Regions from separate parts of the Mus musculus genome. Here regions 2 and 3 are each linked to region 1. A link is a contact called in public HiChIP or PLAC-seq data. All regions are on one chromosome and are shown on one strand. Each heading gives the region's core, a stretch centred on a gene start, on an enhancer-like site or on the middle of the called end of the contact. The rest is flanking DNA. Distances are from core to core; before and after follow the strand shown.

Region 1 (3,102 bases), core at 395-2,894:
AACAAACAACAACAAAATGACTATTTTCCAGCCCATAGTTTGGCTACAGTGGGATAAGAGTAGTGGCCAGCCAAAAGCTGCAAGGCACAGATGAGCAAGTCTGCCTTGTCCCAATAACTGTTTGGTGCCACATCCTGAGCTGTGAGCCTGCCCTGCCTGTCATGGGCGGGGAGGAGAGCAGCTCTGCTCACGAATGAAAAGCTCTTCTGTTTACCTGAGAGGTCCAGGCTAATGTCACAGGCACATGACTAGTGCTTCATCACCATGACACCTGTCATAAGCCTTCCAAGGCAACCAAAGAACTACCCAGTCTTCACCCCCATTTCAAAATACTTACAGATGAGTCTCATAATGAAAATTCTCTAGAAGCCACTAACTTTTAAACTAAGGACAAAGTAGACGGAACAAGCTGGAGAGTAAGACCAGTGTCCCTAAGCACCAACCCAAAGGGCCCTGATTTCAAAATCTTCAAGCCTTTTACAGCAGAGGTTCTCAGCCTGTGGGTCACAACCCTTTTGGTCCTGCATATCAGATATTTACATTCATAACAGTATTGAAAATTATAGTTATAAAGTAGAAGTGAAAGAATTTGATGGCTGGAGGCCATCACAGCATTGATCAGCAGCAATAGGACTGTTGAGAACCACTGCTGTAAGTGTTACCAGCTCCTTGGTAGGGATGTCAATGCTTAAATACTTCTATGAGTACAATGCTTATAAGAGGAAGGCCTAAGTCATGGGTGGTGGGCCATGCCTTTAGGGAGGCCGATCTCTGACTACATAGTGAGTTACAGTCAGAATTACATAGTGAGAGTCTGTCTCAAAACAACAAAACCAAAAATCAGGCAACCAAACAATCAAACCACCACCACCAAAGTAAGTAAGAAAGGTAGACAGACAGACAGAAAGAAAGAAAAGAAGAGGAAAGCCTGAGTTGGAGGCATGCCCCCAGACCTGGCTGCCCATAGTTTGAGATTGCTACTACTTGTCCCAGTCACTAGTCATCCTCAAGTCCTTTCCATACCCTCCTCTACCCAACCACTGACCTCGTGCCCTTGTTAATGCCTTTCTAGTGCCACCTTAGGGTTCCCCAGTCCTAGCCATTTATTCCTCAAATAAATCCACCCTTGTTTGGTGATCCCCTCCATCACGGCCCTCATTTCCATTCCCTCCTAACTCATCCTCCGTGAACCACGCTGGTCACCAGACACTATCAGAACCCCACTTCCCCCCCTTAGGATGCATCTCTTGATTCTCTCAAAATACCACTCCCTTGGAAAGCAAGCACTCTCAGGAAACTCCACCTGGCTCTCTAGGGTCAGCATTCTTGCTCTACTCAGTGCCATTGACCCCATAGTAAACACCATTCATCTGGTTACCCTTCTCTTACAGCAGCAGTCCTTCATCCTCAGGAACCCTAGCCTGTCTCCCCCAGAATTCTCCTCCTAGTCACCCCACTTTTGTAGCACTCCTCCCCCATCCGGATCCCCACCCTAACACCCTTCCTGGTCACCCCACTCTCTCCTTCGCGTCCCGCCCCGCCCCCTTATCCCGGCTTGGCGCGGCGCGCGTCGTGGCGGCGGCGGGCGGGGCGCGTCTCGCACGCAGCGCGCCGGGCGGAGCGCTCGCCGCATTGTTTGCTTCGCTGGGGAGCGAGCAGCGCCTCGGCAGGCGTCCGAGCAGCTCCGCGTCCGCGTCCTCCGCCCGGCCGGGCCCCGAGCCGGCCTCAGCCGGCCGTGCCGGCGCCGCCGACCCCGCCCGAGCCGCGGCGCCCTGCGGGCCCGGAGCCGCTGGCCGAGCGCGCCCCGGAGCCCGGCGGGGCACGGCTGCGCGGCCGTTGGCGGAGGAGCCGCGGCGCCATTAGCGCCGCCTCGGCCGCGCCGGCCTCCGCGCCCGCCCGCCCGCCGGGCTCCCGCGGCCGCGGCGCCCCCGAAGGTGAGTGTCTGACGGTCGCCGTTCGCCGCCCGCCTCGCCGGCCGGGGCGGAGGTGCAGGCGCCATGTTTGGAGGCGGCAGCGGCGGCTCCGCATTGTCCGCGGGCGGGGAGGCCGGAGAGTCGGGGCGGCGAGGCCCCGAGGCCGTGAGGCCTGGCGGGCGCGGGAGCCGGAGGGACCGAGAAGGCCGGGCGGACGTGCGCCGCCGTGAGCCGGCGCGGCCGGGGACGCCGGAGATCGGTGCCGGCGGCTCGCCCAAGAGGCCGGGTTCGGGAGGCGAGGCCGCGGCGAGATCGCGGAGGCGGAGGCCGCAGCCGGGTGGGGGCGGAGAGGGACACGGAGGCCGCGGCGGGGTCGGGGAGACAGAGGAGTAGAAGGAGGCCGCCGCGGCGCGGGAGGCGCGGCCAAGAGAATGGAGCGATCGGCAGGGCTCAGTAGGCGGGGAGGCCGCCGGGCCGGGCGGGCGGGCTCTGGGCAGCTCGGCTGTCTGGGCGGCTGGGGCGGCCGAGGGGCCGGGCGTCGGACAGCGGAGGAGGCGGAAGGCCTGGGGTCTCGTGGCGTCTGCCCACGTCCTCGCCCGTAGCCTTGGCGGTGCGGAGCGGGTCGCATTATGTAACAGATCGGTCCGATCTATTTTGCCAAGACAGGAAACTCCCTTGAAGAGGGACGGGCTCGGAAGATTTCCTAAGTGGAGCGGGGCCTGGTATCTCCGGAGCAAGCCCGCAGCTCCGCCACAACTCCGTGGATGAGTGCAGGAAACGCCGAGAAACGAGCGCGCGTGCGCGGCTTTCTTGGGCCTTTAGGAGAGAAGCAACTTTCCTGTGCGCTTAATTTGCAGAAAACGCAGCTCCTCATGGTGCCCTGCAGTTGTGACACACTTACACACACCTAGGAAACGGCCCCCCTTCATGGAGGACATTCACTTCACCCAGCTGCGACTGTTTTAGAGTATCTGTCATCTGGTAACAAGTAGTTACAGAATTTCCCTATTACTTAGTTACTGTTTTATCACTTGTTGGGTCGCGTGCACTGTCCTGAGTCTGTGTTTTTCTCTCCGGATGGTCACCTTAGAGTAAGGTGTGTCTCTTTCCTGTGTGCTTTTACGGTGAGGGGTGGAAGCTAGGAAGAGTTTAAATGGCTTGTCCGCAAACCGGGCCGGAAATGAACGGA
Region 2 (3,102 bases), core at 305-2,804, 42 kb before region 1:
CCAGGCAATTCCCTGACTTATCACTTTTTTTCAAATCAGGCAGTTTTTAGAACAAGACTTTATATTGACAATAAGCTTAGGCCAAAACTATCAGTTTTCCTGAAAGAAGACAATCTCAAAAATGGATGCCATAAACAAAATTGGCTGAAATCACTCAAGGGCTGAGGAAAATAGTTATGGGTAGAACATCCTCAGCACCACATTAAAAAAAGAAAAAAAAATCAGCATTGAGATTAACTACCCGGAAACATATACAAGGGGCTGGAGCGATACAAGATATTGCTGTGTAAACATGAGAACTGAGTTTAATACTCAGACCCCAAGCTAGCTGTGCATGCTATGTGTGACTGTAAGGCTAAGAACTCTAAAGGAGATTTTACTCCCACTACTTCCCTAAACCAGCATTATTCCCAACCTCATTCTAAATACTATACCCAAAGATTACATGGAATTCTCATTCCTCAACAAAGAAGTTTGTTTCTGCAGTAGACAGCATTATACAAAGACAAAACTAGTCAGACTGCAGAGAATAAGTGGCCATGGGTGCCCAGTGCCAACTGAGACATCTATAATGCAGCCACTACATTGAAGGCTCAAGAAACATTGGAGAGATGGCAGAATGACTAAGAGCCAGAGAAGCAGGGCTTCTGCTCTGAGATAGTGCTATAAAAAAACCAGGAAGCTATCCCCATAAAATCTCAATATGGTTACATAAGTGAGTCCTATACAATGATAACACAAGTTGACATACCAACCTGGTTGGGGGTAAATTTCACAAGACCTCTACCTTAGATGAAAAATCATAGGCAACTGTTGACTGCTGATAGAAGGAATATGTGACCTAATCCCAAGTAGCCAGCTCTAAACCCATATACAGATGAGCAACACTAAATGAACACAACAGGTTTTGTTTATAAGTGTGGGTGTGCACACACAAGCATGTGACAATAATAAAAGGCTGGGTATGATGATGTATGCCTGTAATCCTAGAGCTGAGGGGTGAGGGGCAGAAATAGGCCGGTCCCTTGGGCTTGTTGGCCAGACAGTCTGGTCAACTCAGTAAGCTCCAAGTTTAATGAGACCCTGCATCAAACAAATAACAAAACACCAATGTGGACAACTCCTGAGAAATGACACCCAGGGTTGACTTCTGGCTTTCTACATGTTTGTTCATGTACACTGTAGCATAGTCACACACAGGAGGGGTGGGAAAGTGGAATCTCCTTGGAAATGGGAAATAGATTCTTCAGGTTGGCTAAGGGATCGGAACAGGAGGGGATCAGATAGGAATGGGAGGGATGACTGAGATAGGGGCACTTAGGATGATATAGAAGCCTGGTGCAGTAGAAACTTCTGGAACTCAAATGAAGGGACTCTGAGGAAGATTCACAGTAATGGCAAACACTGGGCCTGAACTGACCATCTTTAGTAACCTGGTGGAACCAAGACACCAACCCAGCCACAAAACCTTCAAACCATACCCGTCCTGCCTGGAAGATGTGTTGGGGCAATGGTGGCTCAGAGCTTGTTAGAGTGGCAAACCGATGACTAACTTGAGGCCAAAGCCAAGAGAAGGAACCCATGCCTGACACTGCTTGGAGGCTGTATGACTCAGAGACATAAGATAGAACCAAACACAACTGACAAAAGCAAAAAGAAATGCTTCCTAACAATATAACAATATTCTGCTATACTCATAGATTGGTGTCATCCAGCAACTGATGGGAGCAGATGCTGAGACTCACAGCCAGACATTAGGCAGTTTGGGGAGCCCTGTGGAAGAGGGGGAGGAAGAATTTTAAGATCCAGAAGGGTGAGGACACTAGGAGAATATGGCCCACAGTATCAACTATGCAGGGTTCTCACAGAGACTGAAGCAGCAATCACGGAGACTGCATGGGTCTGCACTAGGTCCTCTGCATACATGAAGTGGTTGCTGTGGGTTTTGTGGGAATCCTGACAGTAGGAGAGGGGGTGTCTCTGACTTTTTTCCTGCACTTGGGACCCTTTTCCTCTTACTGGTTGCCTTGCCAGTAAGTCTTATTGTATCTTGTTGTGCTGTGTTTAGTAGGTATCACTGGGGAGCCCTGTCTTTTCTGAAGGGAAATGGAAGAGCATTGGATCTGAGGGAGAGTGGAGGTAGGGGAGGGACTGGGAGGAATGGAGGGAAGGGATGCTGTGGTTGGGATATATTGTTTAGGAGAGAATAATGAATACAACTCAGGAAGAAAGAAAAAGCATAAATGTACTCATTACACATATGGCCTAAATCAATTACAAACAGCTGTACATAAAACAATATATACTTCATACATAACTATGCACATGTATTTTTAATATAGAAAACAAAATTGAGCAAAATAAGACACTAAATGCTAGATTTGGAAAATTAAACAGCAATTAAAGAAATATATACAAATCAAACTAATACATTAATGTGACACACTACGATGGACAGAATAAAAATTTAAGTGTCCATTTGAAGACAGAGCAGGGGCTGGAGAGATGGCTCGGCGATTAAGAGCACTGACTGCTCTTCCGAAGGTCCTGAGTTCAAATCCCAGCAACCACATGGTGGCTCACAACCATCTGTAATGAGATCTGGCGCCCTCTTCTGGAGTGTCTGAAGACAGCTACAGTGTACTTACATGCAATAATAAATCTTAAAAAAAAAAAAAAAAAAGACAGAGCAACAAAACTCTCAAATAGTCTGCAGAGAGAAGATAGGTAAGTACTCTGGGAAGAAGCTTAACAGTTCCAAAGCAGCTAACCAGACTCAGGCCATCCAGCAGACCCACTGCCATGTTACCTGTCTTAGTTACTTTTCTAATGCTATGAAAAGGCACCATGATCAAGGCAACATATAAAAGGCAGTTAATTGGGGACTTGTGGTCTGGAGCAGGCAGGCACAACACTGAAAAACTAGCTGAATTCTTACATCTGATCCACAATCACAAGGCAGATAGAAATACAGTTTACTGGAAATGACATGGGCTTTTGAAACCTTAAAGCCTGCCCCCCATGACAAACCCCACCAAAGAGATCACACTTCCTAATCTTTCCAAACAGTTCCAACAACTGTAGCTCAAACATTTAAACATA
Region 3 (3,102 bases), core at 296-2,795, 50 kb after region 1:
CAGCTCTTGCTGTGTCCCCCAGGCATGCCTGTGTCCCTCTCCCAATTTGCTGTCATTTTTCCTTACTAGCCCCCTAATTCCAATTAATGTTGTCCATATGGGTATGGAGCCATCCATAGAGCTTGGAAACCTTACTGTGGGAACACTTGAAAACGTCTCCCGCCAGCAGCCATTAAATGCCAGCAGCATCAACTCCCCAGTAACAAACGGGGCCTGGAGATGACGGGCCACAACTGTACTGGGAATTTGCTGTTTCAGTCTTGTGCTGGTTTTGTCCGATCACCGCAGCTGGCTTCTGTGAGTTCATGACTCTCTGTTGTGTCCGGACGAAGCGTTTCACAGCGCACGGCTTCATTTTATAGCTCTTACATTGTTTCCCCACCGCTTCTGTGATATCCCCTGAGCCCTGGAGTGTGAGCGTTTTGGTATCCTACTTAGTTTCTTCTCAGTGCTTCTTTGATCAGCTGGTTGTGTGTTTTCCCAGGGATGGCTGCCCACTTTAAGAACTGCCTCTGATTAAGGTTGAGAGCAGCCGAGGTCCTGGGTCAGCTCTGGTTCCCATGCTGGCTCTGAAATGAGTTGTTTGTTGGGAGATGGAGCTGGTCCTCTTGGAATGCAGGTTGTTTTCCTCCATCTTCTGTGCATTTCCTTGATTCTGTGAAAATGGAATCGGGGCACTGAGCACCGTGTTGCCTCCTGAATTAGCAAAATTTTAGACCTGAGACACCAAGGTTGGTATGTATGTATAAAAATTGCATAGTGAAACTCACTGTGTGCTGGCTTGAAAGAAAGAGACATTAAAAATGGCCTGGCTGAGCCGGGCGCGGTGGCGCACGCCTTTAATCCCAGCACTCAGGAGGCAGAGGCAGGCCGATTTCTGAGTTCGAGGCCAGCCTGGTCTACAAAGTGAGTTACAGGACAGCCAGGGCTATACAGAGAAACCCTGTCTTGAAAGACAAACAAACCCCAAAACAAAAGAAATAAACAAAAAAAAAAAAATGGCCTGGCTGGTGATGCCTGCCTCTAATCCCAGGGCTTTGAAGGCAGGGCAGAGACCAGCTCGTAGTCTACACAGAAAGTTCTCTTGACAGCCAAGGCTACGTAAACCCTGTCTTGAACTGTAACCCCCCCACTAATATATTTACCGTGTTATGTGTATAAATGTATGTATGTATGTATACCATATAGAGTTCAGAAGAGTGTGTTGGATCCCTGGTTGTAAGCTGTGGAATGGTAGCTGGGAATCAAACCCAAGTCTCTGCAAGGGCAACTGTTCTTAGCCACTGAGCCACCTCTCCAGCCCTTTGTACCGTGATCTACAAAAACGTCCCAAGTGCTTGGGTTAAAGACACCTGCCACCACCATCTGCTGTGAAAACATCTTTTTTTTTTTTTTTTTTTTTTTTTTAAATTGAGGTTAAAAAATGTAAAACCAACACCCTGGAAAACATACAACAAAATCAGAGTGCCTACAGACAAAATCAGCTCGTGTGACCTGTCTCCACCTGGCCTCACCCCAGCCCTTGTGGCCGATCTCACCCGGATAGCATACCCTGGTTGAAGAGCCCCACCCGAAAGCCTCTTTCCCATGCTCCTTTTCCCCTGCCGCTGGAAGGTAGACAGGAAATCAAGGTCAAGCAGGTGAGGAATTGGTGGGGGTGGGGTGACATCAGGAAATATCCAGATTTGAGTCATCTGCTTGTTCTTAATGGCTCCTGGGGTGTCGGTGTGATAGATGGCTTGGAGCAGCCTTTTTGGACCATGCTGAGCCTGACAACCACAAGATAGATGAGACCTGTGGCTGCAGTCCTAATGCAGGACTTCCCTGTGGGTCTGCACATTGGTTATGTGATAGAAACATTGATACTCTAAGCCCTGTTACTTTTCTTTACAGCTGGTAAACTTCAAATCATTCAAAAACCAGGATCGAAGACTTTGAGGCCAGTAACCTGTGGCCCAGGTCAGCTTTCTTTAGGTTGCTTTTGGTTGGTATTCGATGTAGTTCACGGTGAGGCAGGGTTTTGGATTCTTGTGGTTCTGGGGGGACTTTCTTCCCTCCGTGCTGGTCAGTGGGCTTTTAGAAAGCTCACAAGGCAACCACCGAAGCTTCTTAGAAGTTCTCAGACCCTGTCATTTTCTGAAGCTCCGGGGCAACAGCTTATGACTTGGTCACTCCAGCTGCTCTCCTCCCTGTAGACTACTGGCCAGCGGTCCCTGGATGGTGACATATGGGCATTTGAGAGCTCGGAGTGGGAGCATGCTCAGTCTCGTGTACTAGGCCTAGTGAGGAGCCCTCAGAGCAATGAGATGCAAAGGCTGCCAGAGATGAAGCCCAGCTGGGCCCAGGGCCAGCGCTACTCTGGGCTTGGGACCCCACTACCTTACACTCCTAAGTAGCCCTATTGTCACTGCAGGCTATTAACAGTTCCAAAGAAAAATGTGCAGCCCCAGTCACTGGGCCCAAGGGGATCGATCACTTATCGCCAAAGTTAGGTTGAGTATGTCTGCCCAATGGACATATATGCCACTTTGAGGTCATATATGCTCGTTATGCCCAGTGAGTTGCTTCTGCTGCCTGTGGACCATGTCTGGCTGCACACTGCCATCATGGTCTAACCCTCCAAACTGTAAGCCAGCCCCAATGAAATGTTTTCCCTTATCAGAGTTGCCCCTGATCATGGTGTCTCTTCTTAGCAATGAAACTCTAACCAGGACTACTTACTTTAAGGAACATGCTATTTAAGTAGTCAGAACTTGGACTCACGGAGCCATAGCCTCATTGCCATATCTGCCCATTTACCCAGGAGACTTAAAAGGCTCTGGTTTCCCGACTGTGCCAGCCGAAGCTCCACCGGTGCTGTGGTGATGTCCCCCAGGTCGAAGTTTAACGAGAAGACCCATAGGATAAAGGCTTGAGATAGAGGGCTCAGGTGCAGGCGGGTACCCGGGTGAGCATCTAGCTAGCCAGACCCCTCCCTCGTTAGTGGCAGTAGCTACCTTTGGAGATGCAGTAGATTTCTTTATTTCTTTCTTTCTGTTTTGTTTTTGTTTTTGTTTTTCGAGACAGGGTTTCTCTATAGCCCTGGCTGTCCTGTAACTTACT

Evidence for each region. HiChIP or PLAC-seq counts read pairs in DNA pulled down with a chosen protein or histone mark.
Region 2: an H3K4me3 HiChIP or PLAC-seq map of bone marrow-derived macrophages shows a contact between it and region 1, with 2.9 times the contacts expected there. The contact joins the enhancer-like site here to the promoter of Brd1 in region 1. A contact is called at or near these places in 5 of 39 promoter capture datasets (the C10 cell line, the HPC-7 cell line, fetal liver and 2 more), 1 of 15 datasets of contacts at CTCF or cohesin (CD8 T cells), 8 of 484 Hi-C or Micro-C datasets (CD4 T cells, CD8 T cells, DN3 thymocytes and 4 more), 8 of 115 datasets of contacts at active chromatin or transcription factors (the 230-238 cell line, CD8 T cells, the SCID.adh cell line and 2 more) and 3 of 9 other capture datasets (adipose tissue, liver and pancreatic islet).
Region 3: an H3K4me3 HiChIP or PLAC-seq map of embryonic stem cells shows a contact between it and region 1, with 35 read pairs. The contact joins the enhancer-like site here to the promoter of Brd1 in region 1. A contact is called at or near these places in 1 of 39 promoter capture datasets (pre-B cells), 16 of 484 Hi-C or Micro-C datasets (the C10 cell line, the G1E-ER4 cell line, the P5424 cell line and 11 more), 7 of 115 datasets of contacts at active chromatin or transcription factors (the SCID.adh cell line, embryonic stem cells, pancreatic cancer cells and 1 more) and 3 of 9 other capture datasets (adipose tissue, liver and pancreatic islet).

What each region holds. Positions count from the first base shown.
Region 1 is chr15:88,732,761-88,735,862 of GRCm38.p6, reverse strand. It overlaps Brd1 (bromodomain containing 1), which reads left to right and starts at 1,644. Exons shown (of 13, transcript NM_001033274.3): 1 at 1,644-1,934. Gm41377 (a long non-coding RNA gene) reads right to left here and starts at 1,742. Exons shown (of 3, transcript XR_875560.2): 1 at 1-1,742.
Region 2 is chr15:88,774,358-88,777,459 of GRCm38.p6, reverse strand. The region is part of intron 2 of Zbed4 (zinc finger, BED type containing 4); the gene reads right to left. Among named protein-coding and RNA genes, the nearest start is that of Zbed4, 24 kb to the right of the region's middle. Within about 2 kb of position 1,554, at least 8 of the 459 cell types and tissues checked have an H3K27ac peak or open chromatin away from gene starts, as enhancers often do. A contact at or near this core is called in bone marrow-derived macrophages, where this site is marked.
Region 3 is chr15:88,682,749-88,685,850 of GRCm38.p6, reverse strand. No RefSeq gene overlaps it. Among named protein-coding and RNA genes, the nearest start is that of Gm35997, 22 kb to the right of the region's middle. Within about 2 kb of position 1,545, at least 9 of the 459 cell types and tissues checked have an H3K27ac peak or open chromatin away from gene starts, as enhancers often do. A contact at or near this core is called in embryonic stem cells and trophoblast stem cells, where this site is marked.